Regions from separate parts of the Mus musculus genome. Here regions 1, 3 and 4 are each linked to region 2. Evidence: chromatin contacts called from public Hi-C and promoter capture Hi-C data. All regions are on one chromosome and are shown on one strand. Each heading gives the region's core, a stretch centred on a gene start, on an enhancer-like site or on the middle of the called end of the contact. The rest is flanking DNA. Distances are from core to core; before and after follow the strand shown.

The links. Promoter capture Hi-C pulls out the DNA fragments that hold promoters and counts their contacts. A called contact is a pair of places that touch in the nucleus more often than the background predicts.
Region 1: a contact with region 2 is called in a promoter capture Hi-C map of pre-B cells. The contact joins the promoter of Itga7 here to the promoter of Tespa1 in region 2. A contact is called at or near these places in 3 of 39 promoter capture datasets (hippocampal neurons, pre-B cells and stem cell-derived epiblast-like cells) and 1 of 484 Hi-C or Micro-C datasets (B cells).
Region 3: a promoter capture Hi-C map of the HPC-7 cell line shows a contact between it and region 2, with 6 times the contacts expected there. The contact joins the promoter of Cd63 here to the promoter of Tespa1 in region 2. A contact is called at or near these places in 5 of 39 promoter capture datasets (the C10 cell line, the HPC-7 cell line, hippocampal neurons and 1 more), 1 of 484 Hi-C or Micro-C datasets (B cells) and 1 of 115 datasets of contacts at active chromatin or transcription factors (large pre-B cells).
Region 4: a contact with region 2 is called in a Hi-C map of B cells, with 5 read pairs. The contact joins the promoter of Dnajc14 here to the promoter of Tespa1 in region 2. A contact is called at or near these places in 3 of 39 promoter capture datasets (the C10 cell line and pre-B cells) and 1 of 484 Hi-C or Micro-C datasets (B cells).

Annotation. Positions count from the first base shown.
Region 1 is chr10:128,931,478-128,936,580 of GRCm38.p6, reverse strand. Itga7 (integrin alpha 7) reads right to left here and starts at 2,768. Exons shown (of 25, transcript NM_001330160.1): 1 at 2,387-2,768. The coding sequence starts at 2,592. Gm46186 (a long non-coding RNA gene) reads left to right here. Exons shown (of 3, transcript XR_001779675.2): 3 at 139-1,631.
Region 2 is chr10:130,320,806-130,325,509 of GRCm38.p6, reverse strand. Tespa1 (thymocyte expressed, positive selection associated 1) reads right to left here and starts at 2,658. Exons shown (of 9, transcript NM_183264.4): 1 at 2,541-2,658.
Region 3 is chr10:128,907,864-128,912,565 of GRCm38.p6, reverse strand. Cd63 (CD63 antigen) reads right to left here and starts at 2,700. Exons shown (of 8, transcript NM_007653.3): 1 at 2,608-2,700; 2 at 2,095-2,171; 3 at 926-1,114; 4 at 697-771; 5 at 503-598; 6 at 265-405; 7 at 45-128. The coding sequence starts at 2,160.
Region 4 is chr10:128,803,984-128,809,169 of GRCm38.p6, reverse strand. It overlaps Dnajc14 (DnaJ heat shock protein family (Hsp40) member C14), which reads right to left and starts at 3,616. Exons shown (of 7, transcript NM_001359825.1): 1 at 3,487-3,616; 2 at 1,550-3,002. The coding sequence starts at 2,959. Tmem198b (transmembrane protein 198b) reads left to right here and starts at 4,723. Exons shown (of 5, transcript NM_178066.3): 1 at 4,723-4,937.

The DNA.
Region 1 (5,103 bases), core at 1,519-4,018, 1.4 Mb after region 2:
GGAAATCTAGGTGATATACCCTGAGCAAACAGAGCCCTCATAGTCTGCAGTGTGCCAAGCTGCAATCGCAGAGAACATCTTCTGTTGGATGGTACGGGGGTGGAGGGAGCCTAATCTGTCTTTGTGCTTGCCCCATAGGAAGTGCCAATTTGCTGAGTTCATGCTTCTTGTGGAGTCACGGAGACACCCAATGCCTCCACTGCTTAGTGCCCACATGCACAGCCAAAGAAGCAGGAGTGTGCATGTTCACACCTCCCCTAAAGGCCAAGTGCAGGAAGGAACAAAGATGCTCACATGGACAGAAGCTAAAGGACCAATCCTACTCATGGAAGAAAGAACCCAGCCAGGTCCTCTTGGAATAAGAACACCCCGTCATCTCTGCCCCAGCCACACTCTGCTTCATGGCTTCACTCCGGGCGTCTAACAACCCCAGGCCTTCGGACAGAATAGTAACCAAAGCTTCAGTGACTGCAAGGGGTAGGGGTGGGGTGTGGGTGACGTTGGCTGCTGAGCTCAGTGAGTGACTACTGTATCCTACCAGAGCTTCAGCCCCAGACCAGCCCCTCCCTGACCTAGTGCAGTCTGAGTGGCCCTCTGGGAAAACTACATGTCCAGAAAGGCTGGCTCCGCCTGGGGTCCCTCCAGCCAAGCCTCTGGATCCAAGATGCTGTGAAGCTGTTCTCAGGCTCTGTGAATCCCAACACCAGGGCTCCAGGACAGCGAACACTTTCACAGCACTCACTACAGGCCTTGTGCTATTGAATGATCCGACGGGATCGTGGTATTGTTTGCTTCCATTTTGCAGTTGATAGGAATAAGTGAGGTGGCAAATACAAAGCAAAGTAGGAAAGATAGAACTCAAAATCTTACCTAAGTTAGAATGAAAACAAATGAGTCTTCCTATCAGTGCTCAAGAGGCTACAGGAGAGAGAGACCAAACAAGGTGGCAGCTTCTCTGTGCCCCCAGTCAGCAGAATGCCCCCTGCTGGAGCGCAATGAGGCCAGACAGTCAGGCCCCTCTGGGACTACCCCTAACTTGGCCCTGGGAGACAGAATTAGGGGCCACCTTTAGAGAAGGGGAAAATGACAAGAGACCATGCTATTAAAAATAACCTAGAATTTGCCTGGAAATAACTCAGAGAGTTCGGCATGTCCTAAAAAGGCCTCCAGGCCTGGAACTCTAACAGATGGGGGGAAGAGGGGGGAGAGAGGAAGAGACGGAGAGGAAGCCTGCTACTGGCTAGAGACATCAGTTTCCTATCTTTCCCAAAGGTTTAGAGAGCAGACCCTTCTCCCAGATGACAGGAATAATGGAAGAAGAAAGATTAAGGCTACCCCCACCTCCAGTGAGTGAGAAATAAACTCTCATCTCTGTCTCCTGCCCCCAGACCAAGGAAAAGACAGTCCCCGAGGACAGCATCGATCCCAGTAATGGACACTTAAATGTGGCTTGTGCATTGGCCATGGGTGAGAAAGCCCTTTGGCGGGCGGGGGTGGGAAGCTTTCTTCCTGGTCTCACCTCCTGTCACATGTAGTAAGAACCAAGGATTTGGAAACACTGCAAATGTGTCTAGCTACCAGGGGTCCTGAAAAAAATGTCAATTATTCCTCAGCCTCGGGCTTCCTTGTCTCTCCCTACTGCTGAGATTTCTGGAGTTAGAAATTTCCTGAGGAGGAACAGAAGCAGCGTGGTATCTTTACTGTATCCTCCTGCTGCTGCTGCTGCTGCTGCTGCTGCTGCTGCTGCTGCTGCTGCTGCTGCTGTCTCTGGCGATGGTGGTGACAGCTGCCACCATTTCTTGCTACTGCTCAGACAGTCTCTATTTTTCAGACAGTCTCTGCCACCGTCTGTGACCATCACTGAAGACTGTCAGGCCTTCTCAGCTCTTCCTCTAGTCTCCCTGCTGTGTTAAGCCACACCACTCCTGGCCTCCATGCCCTGCAGTCCTCACGCTATCTCATGGTGATGCTTTGACAGTAGCTATTTCTGTTTTCTCTCCTCTTTGCCTCCCATGGCACCCTCATCCACTCTGCCCTTGCCCACTCGGTCCATCCTATGCAGAGGCAGAATGCTCACCCTCCCTTCCTGGAGCAGTTCACCCCTCTGAGGTAGAAAAGGAGCCAGAGATGCAAGGCTGGAGCAAGAATGCAAACGGAAGGGAGAGGCAGAAGGAAGAGGGTCTCTGGCAAGAATGTTGCTCTTTAACTCATCCCCCAAGGCAAGACTCTGAGTCTGAGGACCTGGACAATACGAGGCAAGGCTTCAAGTGTGAGATGCCTGTGGGCAGAGTACGGTTGAAAACCTGAGAGATGGATAGGTGAGGAGTTGGGAGAAAGGTAGCCCAAAGCTTGAGCCTGGGGACTCTGGGCGGGTACGGTGACTCACCAGCTCTGGGGTCGGGGCTGTAATTGTCGGTGCAGGGCCACCGAAAAGCCGAATAGGCTGCCGGGTTCTCCCTCCTTGCGTATGGCACCCATCACATCCAGATTGAAGGCGATAGCCGGTGGTAAGAACAGTCCAGCGAGCAAGGAAGTAATAAGATAGTAGATTCCGGGGGGCCGGAGAAAATCGCACCTCGGAATCCTGGCCATGGGATCAACGCTCTCCCAGCTAGTGCGAGGAAATCGTCGCGCGCCGGGAGCCCCAGGTCTCCCCGAGGGTGTTTCTGGTTTCCGAAATCTAGCTGATCTTTCCGGGTCTTCCAATCTTTCACCTCAGCACCCCTCTTCAGTCCCTTCCCGCTGCTGCCCCAGGACCAGCTAAGTACAACTACTGCACGCCTTGGGAGCACCGGCTCCGGCTCCGGCTCCGCCTCCTCTCTGGGACACCGCCCCAGACCCCGCCCCTTCCCGCCCCATGCCCCCAGCAGCAGATAGACTCAGGCGCAAGACCCAGGGTCCGGGGATGCCCAGACCCGCGGCTCAGGTCTAGCACCCGCCGCACCCATTGCCTTGCGCCCTGCCGCCCCACCTTTGCACTGTGCACTCATTCCTTCACCCACCCTTCCCCCCAAAAAGTGGAGGTTGAGCCCAGAAATGCGGAGAGAAAGAGTACAGTAAAAAGAAGAATCACAGAGAATTGAGATGAGGCTGAGAAGACAGATATGCTGATAAAAACAGAGGACCGGAAAGTTCCTGGGCCCTGATCTAGAGTGGTCCTTTACTGACTTCGCCTCCCCTGGAGACTCACAGCACACCTCGTAGGCTGTAAGAATCAAACCGCTCCTCATGCCATACAGCCCACAAATAACGAAGGCAGTATTAGCAAGTCACAACGTCAGCATTCAGAGGACCAGAAAGAAGTAAAGGCACAGACAGAAAACACTCAGCAGGGGTGGAGACTGGAGCAAATGGAAAGAAGGGAATGAAGAACAGGAGGAAGGTCAAGTTTAGCTCAAAGTCTGCAGTGAAGGAAAAAGAAAAAGAGTAAAATAAGAAATGCAAGTTAAACTGTGGAGAGGGAAGAGAGAGCTAAAAGGGGGCAAAAATGAAAGACACTGGACCTAAGAGACAAAGATCCTGCTATCAGGTCCTTCCAGAGACTGGTCATTTCCAACGCAACAAAAAAAGGATGGCAAGCTGGGTGTGGTAGGACGCGCTTATATTCCCAGCACTCAATAGGCAGAGCCAGGAAGATCTCTGTCATCTCGAAAGCAACTTGGTCTACAGGGAGAGTTCCAGGCCAGTCAGAGCTACAGAGTGCAGCCCTGTCTCAAAACCTAAGAGGGGGATGGGAAGCCAGGCTTGAAGACCCAGACCTGCAATCTCAGCAGTGAACAAGGCTGAAGTCAGCCCAGCCTACAAAGCTACATAGTGAATTGGTCTCTGAATGAATCAACAGAAAGGGGAATGCAGAGTTTTGGGCTACTTCAGATAGGAGTTGGATGATCTCCAATACCCAGACCCTGCCTCAAAAAAATAAAATAAAGAGTTCTCCACAGAGACCCAAGGGCCTACCCAACTTCACTTCCCTTCCCCCACTCTGGTGTAGAAGCAAAGGGAGGGACATTTTTTTCCATCTCTTTGCTATTTATAACTCTAATCAAGAAATGAGGCCAAGAGAAGAGATGGAGAATAATTTGGCAAAATAGTAGCCTCACCCCCTTCCACTTTGTCTTCTAGCTTCTCTTTCTTTTTTTTTTTTTCCAGGAATTATTTATTTGTTTTATGTCTGAGTACACTGTAGCTGTCTTCAGACACACCAGAAGAGGGCATCAGATCCCATTACAGATGGTTTTGAACCACCATGTGGTTGCTGGAAATTGAACTCAGGACCTCTGGAAAATCAGTCAGTGCTCTTAACCTCTGAGCCATCTCTACAGCCCCACTGGCTTCTCTTACTAGGCATTGGTCTTGCATGCACCCCTCTCTGACTGCTTTGCCTGAAGTTCTATTTTTACACACACACACACACACACACACACACACACACACACCTTGAGCATGTCACTCTAGAGATCTTTCTCAGACTATTTCTCAGTGGCTCTACCCTCCAAATATCCCATATTCTTGTGATCTCTCTTCTTCCCTTTCTTAAAAGCTGCTTCTGCTGTGTCCCCTTATCTCTTTTCTCTGTTTAGGATTATTCTTTGGCTCTTACTCTGATCATAGAACAATCTTTGCCCCCAGGACAGTTAAAATGCCTATGATAGTTTGGCCATTTTTGTAATGCTCGGCAGGGATGTAGCATGCCTCTAAACGGGTGCTATAAAAGAGATGGGTATGTAAGACAGGCAACAGGATTCTACCTTCAGTGTTCCCCAGTATTCCCTCTCCAGTGTGTTTGTGTCTCAGAGCTCCAGAAAGGAGATCATGTGAGAACACAGAAGGGCACAACTGGGATGGAACCCAGGACTTACGACTCCTCCCCAGACCTCTGACTCAGGTCAAAATGCCTTTAGAGCTCCAGCTGCCTTCCTTTCTCCACCTGCAGCTTGGCTTGCCTCTGTCTGCACTCCACCAGCTTCCCATAAATCCAAGGCTGAAATCAGATGCCAAGAATCTGCTTCTGACCTCCTCTGCCCAAATATTTGAGAAGTCACCTCACCCGCCACAGGAGGAAGAAGCAGAAAATAAGAGAGATTGGTCACCCAAAATTAGCCT
Region 2 (4,704 bases), core at 1,409-3,908:
AGACACGAGCTCTGGGAGTACTGGTTAGTTCATATTGTTGTTCCACCTATAGGGTTGCAGACCCCTCCAGCTCCTTGGGTATTTTCTCTAGCTCCTCCATTGTGGACCCTGTGTTCCATCCTATAGCTGACTGTGAGCATCCACTTCTGTATTTGCCAGGCACTGGCATAGCCTCACAAGAGACAGCTATATCAGGATCCTGTCAGCAAAATCATGCTGGCATATGCAATAGTGTCTGGGTTTGGTGGCTGATTATGGGATGGTTTCCTGAGTGGGGTAGTTTCTGGATGGTCCATCCTTTCGTTTTAGCTCCAATCCTTTCTTTTTTTCTAGTTACTGGCTGCCATCAGCAGCAGCCCCTGTTGGTTGCTATCAAACCTGTTGCTATCAGCACCAGCCCCCAGTCACTGACTCTACACTCAGCCCTCCTCAGTTTACCCTGTGGTGTTGAAGCTTGCCTTCAACAGTAACTCCTTTGCCTTTCCTTTTTTTAAATGCCATTTTTCCACAAACAATTTAGCTGAATATTAAAAGCAAATCATCTAAGTTCTTTTCCTGTCATTCCCTTTGAACATTCAGATATGAGGGAGATTTCTGGAAGGTTTATAAATGACCATGGGAGATATTAAAGTCATATATTTGCATCAAGTCATACTGTGTTGTTGGTGTGTGAGAGATGCCATTAAAAAAATCCCAGCAGACTAAAAGGTATCAGGAATAAGCAAACAGCTCACCCTGGATAATTACACATAGCTTTATTTAGACTTGTTTAGAATAAGTGAAGAGATTTCTTGACTACCGAGTGATCTCTGTGTATTGCTATCATTAACTCAATGTTTTGTTTTCATGGTCATGGAGTTACTTCATTCCTGTTCTCATTTCCCGCTTTTATTGCACAGTAGATACATATATTCTTCTCATCCCTCAGCTTATTTGACAGATTCTCTTCTCAGCCCAAATCTGTGTTTTGGCCATTCTCACTGGGCCCGGGTATGGGTTGAGCATAGGGCTGTGGCTTTTGGGTTAGTCACTTTCCTTAACCTCTAAGTGGAAATCAGGCAGCTATGAGTCTACACATAGAAAGTAATGCTTGCGACTTTTCCATTGCTGCCATTCAGATTGAAGCTTGAGTCATGACATGGGTCAAGACTAAGACACGAGCCAAGACCCAACTTTCTATTAGAATCTGAATCTCAGAACTTGAACCTAAAAGTCTCTCCACATCACTATATAGTGCTTCATCCTAGAAAATATCTTAACTTTCAGAGGATCGAAGGAGTTAAGAGAACATTATTAGTCTGGTTATAAATAGCCTCTAAATCTGTCTGAGTGCCTGTGTTTGTTGGCTCTTTTTCTATCCCTCCTTCTATAGCTTTATCTTGCTATCTATGATAACATTTTCTGTAGAAGTCAACCAACAAACCTGGCCTTTTGAGCTCTTTTTTTTTTTTTTTTTAAACCAATGGTCATGATTTAGGACCTGCAGATCCCTGGCTCTTACTGCTCAAGCTGAATATCTGCTGAATCAGAAGCTTGGGCATTTGCAAGCTTCCAACCTCTAATTACTCATGAATTGTATAAAACCTCCAATTAAGGACCTTTGTGATATACGAAGTCACAAATATTTCCTTGGGCATTGTTTTAAATGCTTATTATCTTACTAAACTACTTCTACAGTACACTTTTATCTTGATGGGGCTCTGCCCTAAATCCCTACATTGCCTCTTCTACCCACAGATAAAGTGGGTTGTGGGATAAAATGGGTTGTGGGATAAAGTGGGTTGTGGGAAAAACCCAGTGTGAATGATATTTCCATGCCTCCTCCTTTACCAGGATACAGATGGATAGCTACCCTGAAACAAAGGGTGTTGGAGATGCCAGCCCCAATATTATATAGGTCACTGAGAGGTCAACATATTTAAATGAGATATAAGGCAAAACCCTAGTCTTCATAAAATGTGAACCATGGGCCTTTAGTAAATTTGGCCTGTCATTATCCAACTGTGCAAATTTTCCCACATAGTAATTTTTATATACCTCACAACACTTTATCTCCACATCTTTTGCTGAAGATTCCAAAGAAAAGCTGAGAGAAAAGTCAGGCCAGGTTTGTATATTCCCAAATTCAGAGATAAGGGAACTAAAAAGAACCTATCATCAAACCAGGAAACTTCTCTTGTTCACAGCTTTTCATAATTGAAAATAGAATTAAATGGCCACACATATGAGTTTAGCAAGATGCTAAGAATTCTCATGAGAAAAAAGGAATTTTGTGAATAGCAATTCAGTTCATCAAAAAGGCCATGATTCATGACCCCAGAACAATAACATCTGGTAGCCAGGAGGATGGGAAGAGGCATCTCTGCTCAATAGTTCCAATGATGAGGCTGTAGAGTTAAGGTCAGGAATGAAAGTTTCTCTCCTGATAAATCTCTTAACTTGGAGGCCAGATTTTTCCCCCCTGACCCATATCCTTTTCTCTATAACTATCTATAACTCTATATCAGTTCCACTCTAAAGCCAAAGAAAACTACACTTACCAGAGGTAAGAAAGTTCTCGAAACAGGGTTGAATCTTTCTCAGGAGTGGTGCTAGAGATGAGGGCTGTGTGATAGTTTCATATCGCAGACTGTGACTTTCTCTCTGTTCTCATTCAACTGTCAGCTCAAAAGAGGAAGCGGATGTGAGAGAACACAGAGATATCTGTACATGCATCTGCACGGCCTCTGCCTCTTAGCCAGCCACATCCTCTGCTCTAGCTTAGGAGACAGAAGAATAAAGCATCTATCACCCATAAGCTTACAGGCAGAGCCCATCCCCTGAAATGGCTGCTTGCAGCGACTTCAGTTTTTTACACCTAGGGAGGGGTATTGCCCACTAGACAATGGGAATCTGGAAAAGTCTTCCTCTAATATAATTAGAAACAGTTAGAATCTACTCCTGTAGCCAAATGTACATAGAAAATGTAGAAAATGATTTAAAAATTAGACTTGTCTCTCCATAAAATCTACTCACATTTATTCTATAGTTGAGGACTTCACCCTACTTGGGATTTTTCATAACTCTTTCACACTCAGGTAGACCCCCCAGAAGCTTCTTCATAAATACTATTAATGAAAGCAATTTTTATGCATTAACTTCTTTTTAAAAATTTTTATTGGATTTATCTATGTTTCTGTGTGTGCATATTCTCTCTCTGTCCCTCCCTCTCTCTCATTCTCTCTCTCTCTCTCTCTCTCTCTCTCTCTCTCTCTCTCTCTCTCTGTGTGTGTGTGTTCATGCCCCTGTCACAGCATGCATGTGGAGGTTAGAGGACAGTTTGAAGGAGTCAATCTTCTCCTTCCACCATGTAGATCCTGGGTTTGAACTCAGGTCATCAAGCTTATTAGAAGGCAACTTTACTCACTGAGCCATGTTCATTTTCTTTTTTCTTTTCTTTTTTAAAATATTTTTATTAGGTATTTTCCTCATTTACATTTCCAAAGCTATCCCAAAAGTCCCCCATACCCTCCCCCCGACTCCCCTACCCACCCACTCCCACTTTTTGGTCCTGGTGTTCCCCTGTACTGGGGCATATACAGTTTGCAAGTTCAATGGGCCTCTCTTTCCAGTGATGGCCAACTAGGCCATCTTTTGATACATATGCAGCTAGAGTCAAGAGCTCCGGGGTACTGGTTAGTTCATAATGTTGTTCCACCTATAGGGTTGCAGATCCCTTTAGCTCCTTGGGTACTTTCTCTAGCTCCTCCATTGGGGGCCCTGTGATCCATCCAATAGCTGACTGTGAGCATCCACATATGTGTTTGCTAGGCCCCGGCCTAGTCTCACAAGAGATAGCTATACCTGGGTCCTTTCAGCAAAATCTTGTTAGTGTATGCAATGGTGTCAGCGTTTGGAAGCTGATTATGGGATGGATCCCCGGATATGGCAGTCTCTAGATGGTCCATCCTTTCGTCACATCTCCAAACTTTGTTCATAGCAGCCTTATTTATAATAGCCAGAAGCTGGAAAGAACCCAGATGCCCCTCAACAGAGGAATGGATACAGAAAATGTGGTACATCTACACAATGGAGTACTACTCAGCTATTAAAAAGAATGAATTTATGAAATTCCTAGGCAAATGGATGGACCTGGAGGGCATCATCCTGAGTGAGGTAACCCAATCACAAAAGAACTCACACAATATGTACTCACTGATAAGTGGATATTAGCCCAAAACCTAGGATACCCAAGATATAAGCTACAATTTGCTAAACGCACGAAACTGAAGAAGTACGAAGAACAAAGTGTGGACACTTTGCCCCTTCTTAGAATTGGGAACAAAACACCCATGGAAGGAGTTACAGAGACAAAGTTTGGAACCATGTTCATTTTCTAACACTTTGCTTGTTATGCTTAAACCCACTTCAGGTTCCCTTATTCTAGGAAATAACTAACTACTTTTACAATAAATTTTTAAGAGTTAGACTTTTAAAGATGACTACACCCCAGAGCTGTCTTCAGTTTGCTGTCTTTTAGTTTCAGGGAGGCCTTATTAAACTCTAGAAGAGAGTTTCCCTCTTTCACTTTCATCCTGGGTAGCATTTAGTACCACTGACCATGCCTCCACCACAGCCTCAGCATCTCCTATTGGGTTTTCTTCTTGGTGTCTTTGATAGTTCTCTTTTCGGTCTAGATATCTCCTGCATCTTCTGATTTTATTC
Region 3 (4,702 bases), core at 1,451-3,950, 1.4 Mb after region 2:
GGGCTGATTCAGACCCCCCCCCCCCAGCCCACAGCATTCTTCACCTCCACAAAAGCAATGCCCAGGGCCGCTGCAGCCACCAGCAGTATGTTCTTCCTTAGCCATATTGCTATAGTCTCCACGCAGCCCTGAAGGGAAGGGGCAGGCATGAATACCAACAGAAACTTCTACCTCCCTCCTCCTGTCCCTTTCTCCCAACCCCTATCCCCAGATCTCATCCCCCAACTCTGATCCCGTAAGCATCTCCTGTCTCCTTCTCCCTACCTGGGTATGGATAGTGGATTCCTTGAAATCATTCCCACAGCCCACAGTTATGTTGATGCAGCAAGAATCGGGGACTCTGTCCTTGGCCATGCCGGGGATGTTTTCCCAGTCTGTGTAGTTAGAAGCTCCACAGCAGTTATTCTAGGAAGGGAAGAGGGATGGGAGGGAAACCTCCACTTTAATTCAGAGTTGAGAATCTTCTATCCCGGCTAACCCTCCTCCCGGCCATCCCACTCACTTCTTTCTGCAATTTGTCCAAAATAGTGGCTGTTTTGTTGTCTTTAAGGTAATTCTGCATCTGCTGCTGGAAGCTTTTATTAAACTCTGACTTCACCTAAGAGCAGAGAAGTGGGTGCTGTAGAGAACAGACTTCCGGCCCCAGATTCCCAGAGCAACCTGAGATGGGTCCCCCCCCCCCCATTCCCTGCTTACCTGGTCTCTAAACACATAGCCAGCAATGGCCACAGCCACCTCCACAAGCATGATAAGAGACAGGAAGATGGCAAACTGTGGGAGGACAGGAGTTGGGTTTGAAGTCTGGATTTAAAGGGCTTGCTCTGACCCGGTCAATTACTGAGACTTTCCTGGTGTTCTCCATCCACCCACCTTCACCACAGAAAAGGCTTCCGGTAGCCCCCAAGAGCTCCCACACCCCACTCACTGTAATCATGAGACAGTAGTTCTCCTTGCAGGCCCCACAGCAGCCCACAAAGGCCACCAGGAAGAGGAAGGCACCCACTGCAATGATGACCACAGGCAACAGCGAGCCAGCAGTAGTCTCATGGGTAATGGCCTGCTTCAAGACAACCTGAACCGCTACACCAATGGCGATCAATCCCACTGCACAGGCCTGAGGAAAAAGGCGAGAGTTAGGTCAGATCCTCAGTCCAGTAGCCCTCGCACCCGACCCCCACCCAGAAGATAGATCCTACACCTCCAGGAAACACTGGCTGTAGACAAGGTCTGCCCATCCTTGCCCCACAATGAAGGCTGGGAAGTTGTTTAAGGCACACAAGGAGAAGGGAATCGGGAGGTGTCATGCTGCCTTTAAACAGCGCTTCGGCACAGGATATGGGTTACTTTCTATGGACTCCCAGCTAGAGTCTCTCCCAGAACTACCCCCTCACTCCAGTGACTCAGGTCCTAGGGCCAGCTAGGCTAGGGCGGAGGAGGGGGTAAGAGTGGCCCCTTTCGGGCCGGGCGTGGTGGCGCACGCCTTTAATCCCAGCACTCGGGAGGCAGAGGCAGGCGGATTTCTGAGTTCGAGGTCAGCCTGGTCTACAAAATGAGGTCCAGGACAGCCAGGGCTATACAGAGAAACCCTGTCTCGAAAAACAAACAAACAAAAAAAGAGTGGCCCCTTTCAGAACACACAGGGAGGAGCAAATGAAGGAGGGCAGAGCCTTTCCTACCCCCAAGTAAATGAGAGGGCTAAGAGAATGGAGAGGAATCAACGGTGTGAGGAGTGGAGACAGCCCCTTGGCGATACCATCAGACCGTTGGCAGGTTGCCCCACCACCCCGTACCACGAATGGTTGGGTCACCAGACAGGAAGGGCCAGGAGGGGGTTGGTTGGGGGTGCTCCCCGTCTAGGATGGCAATTCTCGGTCCAAACTTTACTCAGAGGTCCCGGAAAGCTGCGCGTGGGGGATGGGGAAGGGAGGTAGCGCGGACACGTTCTGCCTTTGGCCCTTTTCCCTGGGCTTTCCTTCCACATCTGGCCTCCAGCTGCCTTCATCTCTGGGTCCCTCACCCTTCACGGCTCCCGCTCCAAGACTCCCCCCCCCGCACCCCGCCCGGGCGCCCCGTCGCTCTCCCCGCACTACTCACGCAGAAGGCCAGCAGGAGAACGTAGAGCAAAAACTTGACACACTTCATTCCTCCTTCCACCGCCATGGCTGTTGGGCCTGGGGCCGCGGAGAACACCAAGGATTAGAGCAGGTAGAGCAGGCCGAGGGGCCGCCACATCCGCAGCTCCCCGCCGGCCTTCGCAGCCTTCCCTGCGCGGCCCCCATCGCTGCCCTCCCACCCAGAAACCCGCGGTCAGACCCACGTCTCCCAGCCCTCCCCGCTCGCCGGCCGGACTGGGGCGCGCCACGCAGCGGGGCCTCGGGATCTCGGGATCCCGGGACGCACGGAGGGCGCGGCCGGACTCCAGGTAGATCTCCGCCCGCCGCTGCACAGCGCCGATTCCCGATCCCCGATCCCGACAGGCCGCGACCCGAGACCCTCGCCAGCCCCTGGGCGCGAGCCTCCCCTCGGGTGCGGCGCGGATGGCGCCCCGCGAACTTCGAGGCAAAGTTGCCCCCACGGACGTCCCCCGGGTCCCCGGGCCCGGCTCACCTGCGCTCCCCGACGCTTCTCAGTACTCTCCTGCCGCGGCTCAGCCGCCGTCTCCCGTGCCCCCTGCCCGCGCCCCGCCTGCTGCACGGCCCCGCCCCGGCTCCGGCCGCCCCCCTCCCCCGCAGGGTGGCCGCCTTCTTCCCTCCCTCCCTCTCTCTCTCATGTGACACGGGAACAGCTGCGGCCTGAGTCACCAGGCTAGCAGGGGGAGGTGAGCCCCCCGCCAGGACAAGGCCACGTGGCCGCTGCCTGGAAGGCTCGAGCCAGGAGCCGGACCTCAGGGTTCCCGGAGCCCTCTGCAACCCAGGCGCCGTCTGGTTCTCTCTGGTTCAGGAGTAGGCGAGTCAGAGTCCAGAGGACGCACGGCGGCTCAGAGTTGCCCAAAGACAGAACTGAGCCAAAGTATCAAAACGGTCATCTGCAGACCTCAACCCACCGAGTACCCACCACGCAGCTCCCTCTCCGTCCTTGTTCAAGGCCCTGCCCCCCGCCCCATTCCCGAGCCACCCGCAGAAGGTGTGGGTTGAGTGGCACTGGGTGAAGTCAGAATAAACACTTCCAGAAAGCCCCTAGCTTCCCATCCTAGAAGTCTCCCAACATTCTGGACTAGGGTTTTATGGCCCCAGCTTCTCCATTTTCTAGAACTCCTGAGCTGAGAAAACCCTTTGAGGAAGCCCTTGTCTAGAACCCCGTTTCCATGCGTCAATCATAACACGTCAGAGCCTGGGCCCTCCTGGGAAAAGATTAACAAAGCCTTAGAGCTCCCTTGCTCCTGGATTAGCCAGTGGTTAATGGAGATGTGAGAAAGGACACTAAGGCCGGCGAGGCAATAGCATGGACTTCCGTATCTTATTCCTCTTTTCATCAGAGATGGCAAAACCAGGTAAAGGCGAGAGTTAGAAATACCTTTCTCCCGTGTGCCGCTGGTGGTTCACAGAAGGAACTGTTGTAAAAAGCTCAGATAGGACCGACCGGCCTTACACTCCTAACCTGAACTTTGTCCTTTTCTCCGCAGCTCCTTCTGCCTTGAGTTGCTTACTGAATCTGAAGGGAAGGGACTGTATATAAAGAAACAATTAAAACAAAGGCCAGCTGGTGGCACACATATGTAATCCCAGCACTTTCATATTCTCTCTCTCTCTCTCTCTCTCTCTCTCTCTCTCTCTCTCTCTCTCTCTCGATAGGGTTTCTCTGTGTAGACCCGGCTGCCCTGGAACTCTATCTGTAGACCAGGCTGGCCTCAAACTCAGAGATCTGCCTGCCTCAGCCTCCAGACACTAAAAGTCCATGACACCACACCTGGCACAAGAAAATCAAAAATTCAAAGCCACTCTGGACAGTTTAGTGAGACACCACACACACACACACCTATCTCTTTGGAATCAGGGTCTCATGTAGCCCAGGCTGGCCTGGAATTCCATATGTAGCTGAGGATAACCCTGAACTGCAGGTCATTTTGCCTCCACAAGTGCTGGCACCACCGGTGTGCACAAGTGCATCTAGTTTATGCAGTTCTGGCACCAGACCCAGGATTTTGTGCCTACTAGGCAAGCACTCTACCAGCTAAGCTGTATACCCAGTGCTAGTGAGACTATAGTTCAAAATGGCGAATGGAAATGCATGCAGATCTATGGTAGAGCATGTGTCACGAACTCAGGCTCAGTTCCCAGGCTACAAAGAAGTCTAGGCATGATGGTGAGGCCTGTCCTTCCCAGCACTATGGAGGTGAAGGCAGGATGGCTGAAGGTTACAGGCCATCCTGGGCTACACAACAACACCTTGTCTCAATCCAACCAAAACAAAATCAGTGGTATACACCTATAAGTATAGCATTTGGGAGACTGAAACGGGAGGATCCCTTGGTCATTCAAAGTTCAAGGCCAGAATGAGCTACGACTCGAGACCCCATCTCAAAAAAAACAAGAATAAACCTGAGCTGAGGACGTAGTTCAGTTGGTAAAGTGCTTGCTTAATATGCAGACAGCCTGGGCTTGTATTCTTAGCACCTCATGAACCAGGCATGGTTGTGGTATGTGCTTATTATTCCAGAACTCATGAGGTAGAGGCATAAGTCTCATGAATTCAAGATCATCCT
Region 4 (5,186 bases), core at 2,367-4,866, 1.5 Mb after region 2:
ACCTCTGGCTGCAGTACTGAGGTCAGTGACAAAGAAGTCATCACAGTATCCCAGGACTGTGCTGGTGGCAGTGGTTAGACAGTAGACATTCAAAGACCTGCTGACTGCCACACAGGGGCTGGGAAGATGCCCAGAGAGCTGCCCTCCACCATGCAGCGCTGGCGGGCCACAGACACACAGAAGCCCACGCCATACGGTATGGACAGAGGAGGTCACCCAGAGGCCCTGGGTACCTGAGTGGTACTCAGGCTCAGATGCAGGACTTTGAGTTGATACAGTCCAAAATTTACATCATCTATGAACTGTTGGGGCACATAAAAAGGCTGGTCATGCTGATCCAAAGCAGGAGGATCCTCATGACACCAAGTGACAGGATAACCAGAAGGATCCCGGTGAGGATTCAATATTGGTGGTGTCACAAAAGCCAGAGACCTCAAACCAAACTCACTACAATGAACTTTTCCAAGTGAAGATGTGTGATTGGAGGTGTATAGTGTGGGACACTGTGAACAACACACTACAACTTCCATGACAAGACATTTTCCATGCTTTGTTTTGTTTAGGGTGCGTGTGCGTGCATATGCGTGCGTGCTTGCGTGCGTGCGTGCGTGCGTGCGTGTGCGTGTGTGTGTGTGTGTGTGTGTGTGTGTGTGTGTGTGTGCGCGCGCGCATGTGGTGTGTTTTAGGTGAGAAGCTTCAAGAGCACACAGGGATATGAGTGGGACTGGGGCACAGAATGTGAAACTCACAAAGAATCAATAAAAAGTTTCTTGGGGGCTGGAGAGATGGCTCAGTGGTTGAGAGCATTGACTGCTCTTCCAGAGGCCCTGAGTTCAATTCCCAGCAACCACATGGTGGCTCACATCCACCTGTAATGGGATCCGATGACCTCTTCTGGTGTGTCTGAAGACAACGACAGTGTACTCATATCAACAAAATAAATCTTTAAAAAAAGGGGAAAAAAAGATATTTTCTTTAAATTCCTCCCTTACCATTCATGGTGCTGTATGTGTGAGCCCAGCCTTTCCCAATCAAAAGCAGGAAGATCACAAATTCAAAGCTAGCTGGAGCTAGTCTGCAAAACCATGTCCCAAAACAAAACAAATATCCCTTTGTTCAGGTGATAGCAACTAAGGGGCTGTCTGACTAGGCTCTTCCCGACCCTAAGGAAAGGAGCTGCACTTAGCTGCTGCAGAGTAAGTCCAACCCTTCCTTTTATATTACACCCCCTCCCCCCAAAAAAGACCTTACGACAAAAGACTTAAGATGGAGAAAAGTCAAATTCCTAGTCAGAGAAACGCCTTTATAACTCTTTCCCAAGAATGCTACCCTTAGCTAGGTATAGTGGCAAAACCTGTAAGTCACAGCACTCACAGATGGAGCCAGGAGAAATCATGAGTTCCAGGTTAGTCTGTCTACAAGGTGAAACCCTAACTCAAAAACAAAACAAAGAAAGGAAATCCTTCACCTTCCCTTGACTCTACACTCCCTAAAAACTGGAACAGAAAATATGGGGAAAGAGCAACAGGAAGCAGCAAAGGATACTCACCATTACTGCTAGCTGCCTATAGGCCTTCTTTAGTTCAGTGTCGGATGCTGTAGCTTCAACCCCCAGCACATGAAAAGGGTTTAGTTCATCTTCAGGAACCCCAGCCATGGTCAAGAGTCGGGTCACTTCCTCTTCAGGCTGGCAGTATCGCCCGCTAGCTACAGGTGCATTGCCCTGTTTCTTAGTCCTCTGTTTGACCCAGGGCAGCTCCTGCCAGCCCCACTGTATTAACCTTACCAGCTGCTGCCATGGCCTGCTATCTTTCAGCAGAGTCAAGCAATGATGCAAGGCTGGAGAACCCAGCCAAGAGAACAGCCAAGCGGTCTTATCCCTCCAGCCTAACCGGTTGCCCAGTCCCACCGAAAACCTCCAGCCCAATTGTAGACATCCCAAAAAGAGGGCGAGAGCCAGGAGTAGGAAAGCACCCACTACCCTAAGAATACGGATGAGCAGCCCCACCACACAGAAGAAGCTCTGGCTTAGAAACTGGAACATCATGCGGGCCCAGCCCCCCAGTCTCCTGGCCCAGACCCCCACCCAGACTCGAAAAAGGTCCAGGTCACTGCCTTTCAGCTTCCTGCATGCGTAAATGAGATGGCCACAGGTTTCCACATACTCTCCCACCAATACCAGAAGTTCAATCAGCCACCAGAAGCCTGCTTGTCCAAGCTGACATAGTTCCTCTACTCCCCACAGTCCCAGGCCTCTGCGCTTATCTGTCTGACTTCTTTTTCGGGCCAGCCGATGACGACCTGGGGCCTTGGGTTCTCTGCGTCCACTATCCCGAACATCCTCCTTGATCAGAAAACGGTGCTTCTGCCTCCGGGACAAGGGTTTCTTTCCACTGGACACACGTGAAAAATCACTGGGAAATTTAAGAGGTTCCTCATCATCATATTCTTCTTCCAACTCTTCATCTTCCCCCAAGGCTGGAGAGGTGCAATGGTGGCAAAGGCTGCTAGAAGAGCCATCTCCTTCCTCGGAGTAAGTTCCTTCGGGGACTCCAGGGCTTCCCTGGCAGTTACAAGCAGATGGAATGGAAAGAAAAGAAGGACTCCCATCCTCCTGGTACCCAGTCTCATTCTCTCTTGAGAGTTCCTGGTCCACTCCTGACTCTTCTGAACCTGTCTCGCTCTCATCAGGGTAGCCTCCTCCTCTAGGTGGTCCTGGACCCCTTGGAGGACCATGGCTTGGATCTGACCAGTGGGCTGGATTTGGAGGCTGTGTGTACTTAGGGCCGGAGTGCTCTTTGAGGCATCGTGTACCATTAGGAGCAGTCTCTGCTGAGTCCCTGAGTCCTGAGAATGAAAGTATTTCGGGGTCCACAGAGGATCCTGATGTACTGAGGGAGGTACCACCACTGCGGTGGGCTCCACACAACCTTCTTTCTCCCGGGTGCTTCTGGGCCATGACCCCGGGCTTCCTGAGGATTTTAGGTCACTGCCATCATTGCCTGTAACAAAGATATCAAGTTGGGAATGGTCAAGGATAGAACCAAGAGTTAAACAATCTCAAAATGACATATTCAATGTACCCACTCCCCAGGCAGTGTTAGCTCAAATTCGCTATCCCTAACAATAAACGTGAGTTAGGCAGACCACAAACCTGCTTGCACCAACCCGGACCTCAGAAACCCCCTTACTCCCGAAATCTTAATTTTTTTTTCTTCTTCCTCCAAGAAGCTAACAATCTTCAATCTGAGAAATGGGGGGGAGGGGGGGTGCCGCAAAGGGTGTGGTCGGGGCGGCGGGGGGGTGGGGGGGTAACTCTTAGGAAAAAAAAAAAAGACTGCCTGAAAGAGGGAGGCCGCAATCTGTCAGAAAAGGGTGGGGACCGTGCAGGGCTAGAGGAAAAGCTGAGGGCGGAGCTTCGAGGTGCCCCTGCAAAAGATTACCCGAGAACCCACCGACGGGGTACCAGGGGCGAAGGCGACGTACCGAGCAGCAGCGGTAACTCCTCCCTCCTCAAGCAGCTGCGCCTGAGGCCAGGGGGAGCTGCCAGGGGGAGCTACAGGAGCAGCTCCCCCGGCTCCGCCTCCCGCTCACGCTCCGCTTCCGCCTTCCGTCCCCGCCACGGCCGCTTACTTCCACTTCCGGGGTCACCGGGGGGGGGGAAAAGGTCGCGAAGGGAAGAGAAAAGCGCTTAGCCGAGGCTCTCACTTGCGCGGCGGGCGCGGAGTCAATCGAGGAGGCGGTGCTAGAGCATCCGGCCCCACCCCTTAAAGGGCCCTCCGCCTCCACGCAGGTCCCGCCGTAAGCGAGCTGAAGCCTGCGAACTGTACTCCTCGTCGTCGCTGCTGAAACGGAGATGAAGGGCGGCTGCCGAAGCACACACCGTCTTTGGCGTGCAGACAGACACCCAGGGCACGCAGAGGAGCCAGCGACCCTGCTCGCCCAGACCCTTCCCTGTCGGCTGTCCAGCCAAGAGGTTGCGGAGAAGTGTGTGTCCCGGACTAGCTAGCCCCCTAAAGAGACGCGACACTTCTCCTGGACCCAACTGGCGAGCTTCCACGCCGCCGATCCGCCCCCTGTGAACGCGGCGTAAGGGCCGGGCCAGGGAATGCGGCTAGGGGTACCTGGTTCCACGGAGCTCAGAACCTAGTCCAGCGTAACAGAACCCCGCACTCATCTGCGTGCTGCTTTGCATCTCATTTACATAGTAAGCTTTGGGTCGAAGCCAGCACGCTCCCCAACCCCTACGCAGACCCTGATGGAACCTCTCGTCTGCACTCCTTTAAAGCCTTACAGTTCTGCCAGTGTCCCTGCCAGGCCCGTCTTGCTCCACAAGTTTTTTTTTCCACCCATGAACACCCCCACCCAGCACTAGTTAAAAACCCTTCTCCGGCTCCCGACCACCCGGTTCCCCAGAAGACAATACTCCAATTCTCTGGGAAGTGGAAGAAACCAAGTTGGACCAGCGGGTGCTTTGGGACCCTATTTGGGCTTTGAAAACGTTAAGTTGGTAATTAATCTCCTTAGCATTCAGAGACCTTCCGTCTTAGTCTTGATGGGCGTCACAAAACTCTTCATTGCTATGGTTAGGGGGCGTCCCTCCTCCTAGATTAGAGAAGTGGGTAGCCTGGGTTCCCCCACAGACAGAGGTAAAGATTGAGGGGGCCCGCCCCGTGATGTCATCCTCCCCCCCCCCCACCCCATACACACTCCCTGTCTCCTTCCCCCACACACACCCCCGCCCCCAAGCTAATTGCATTTAGCTCCCTGGGTTTGGGCTCCGACTTGCCTGAGTTTAGGGAGCAACAGAGCACAGTAGCCCAAGGGGGTGCCTGCGGCCAACAGCCACCCGTGTGCCTAGGACCTCTGGGCTGGAATGAAGCTGGAGGTCTAGGAAAGCAATTCCACCCCTTTGCTCTCCTCAGCCCTGCAGGGTGGTGAGTAGTTAACACCCTTCCTGGTCTCTCCTTGTTTTGCGTCCCAAACTCTTAAGCGATTGAGAAGAGCCCCGGGAGGTCTCCAGTCCTTCAGCCTCAGTACCCTAAAGACGGCAGAAGGAAAGTGCATCCGCACCACCCTACTCCCGCAATGCCAACCTCTCATCGTCAGTGATCCTTCAGGATCAGCATCAAATCCCATTGGCAGCCCAGGCGTGCCTGGATGAGAGGGTGGGTGGAACAATTCCC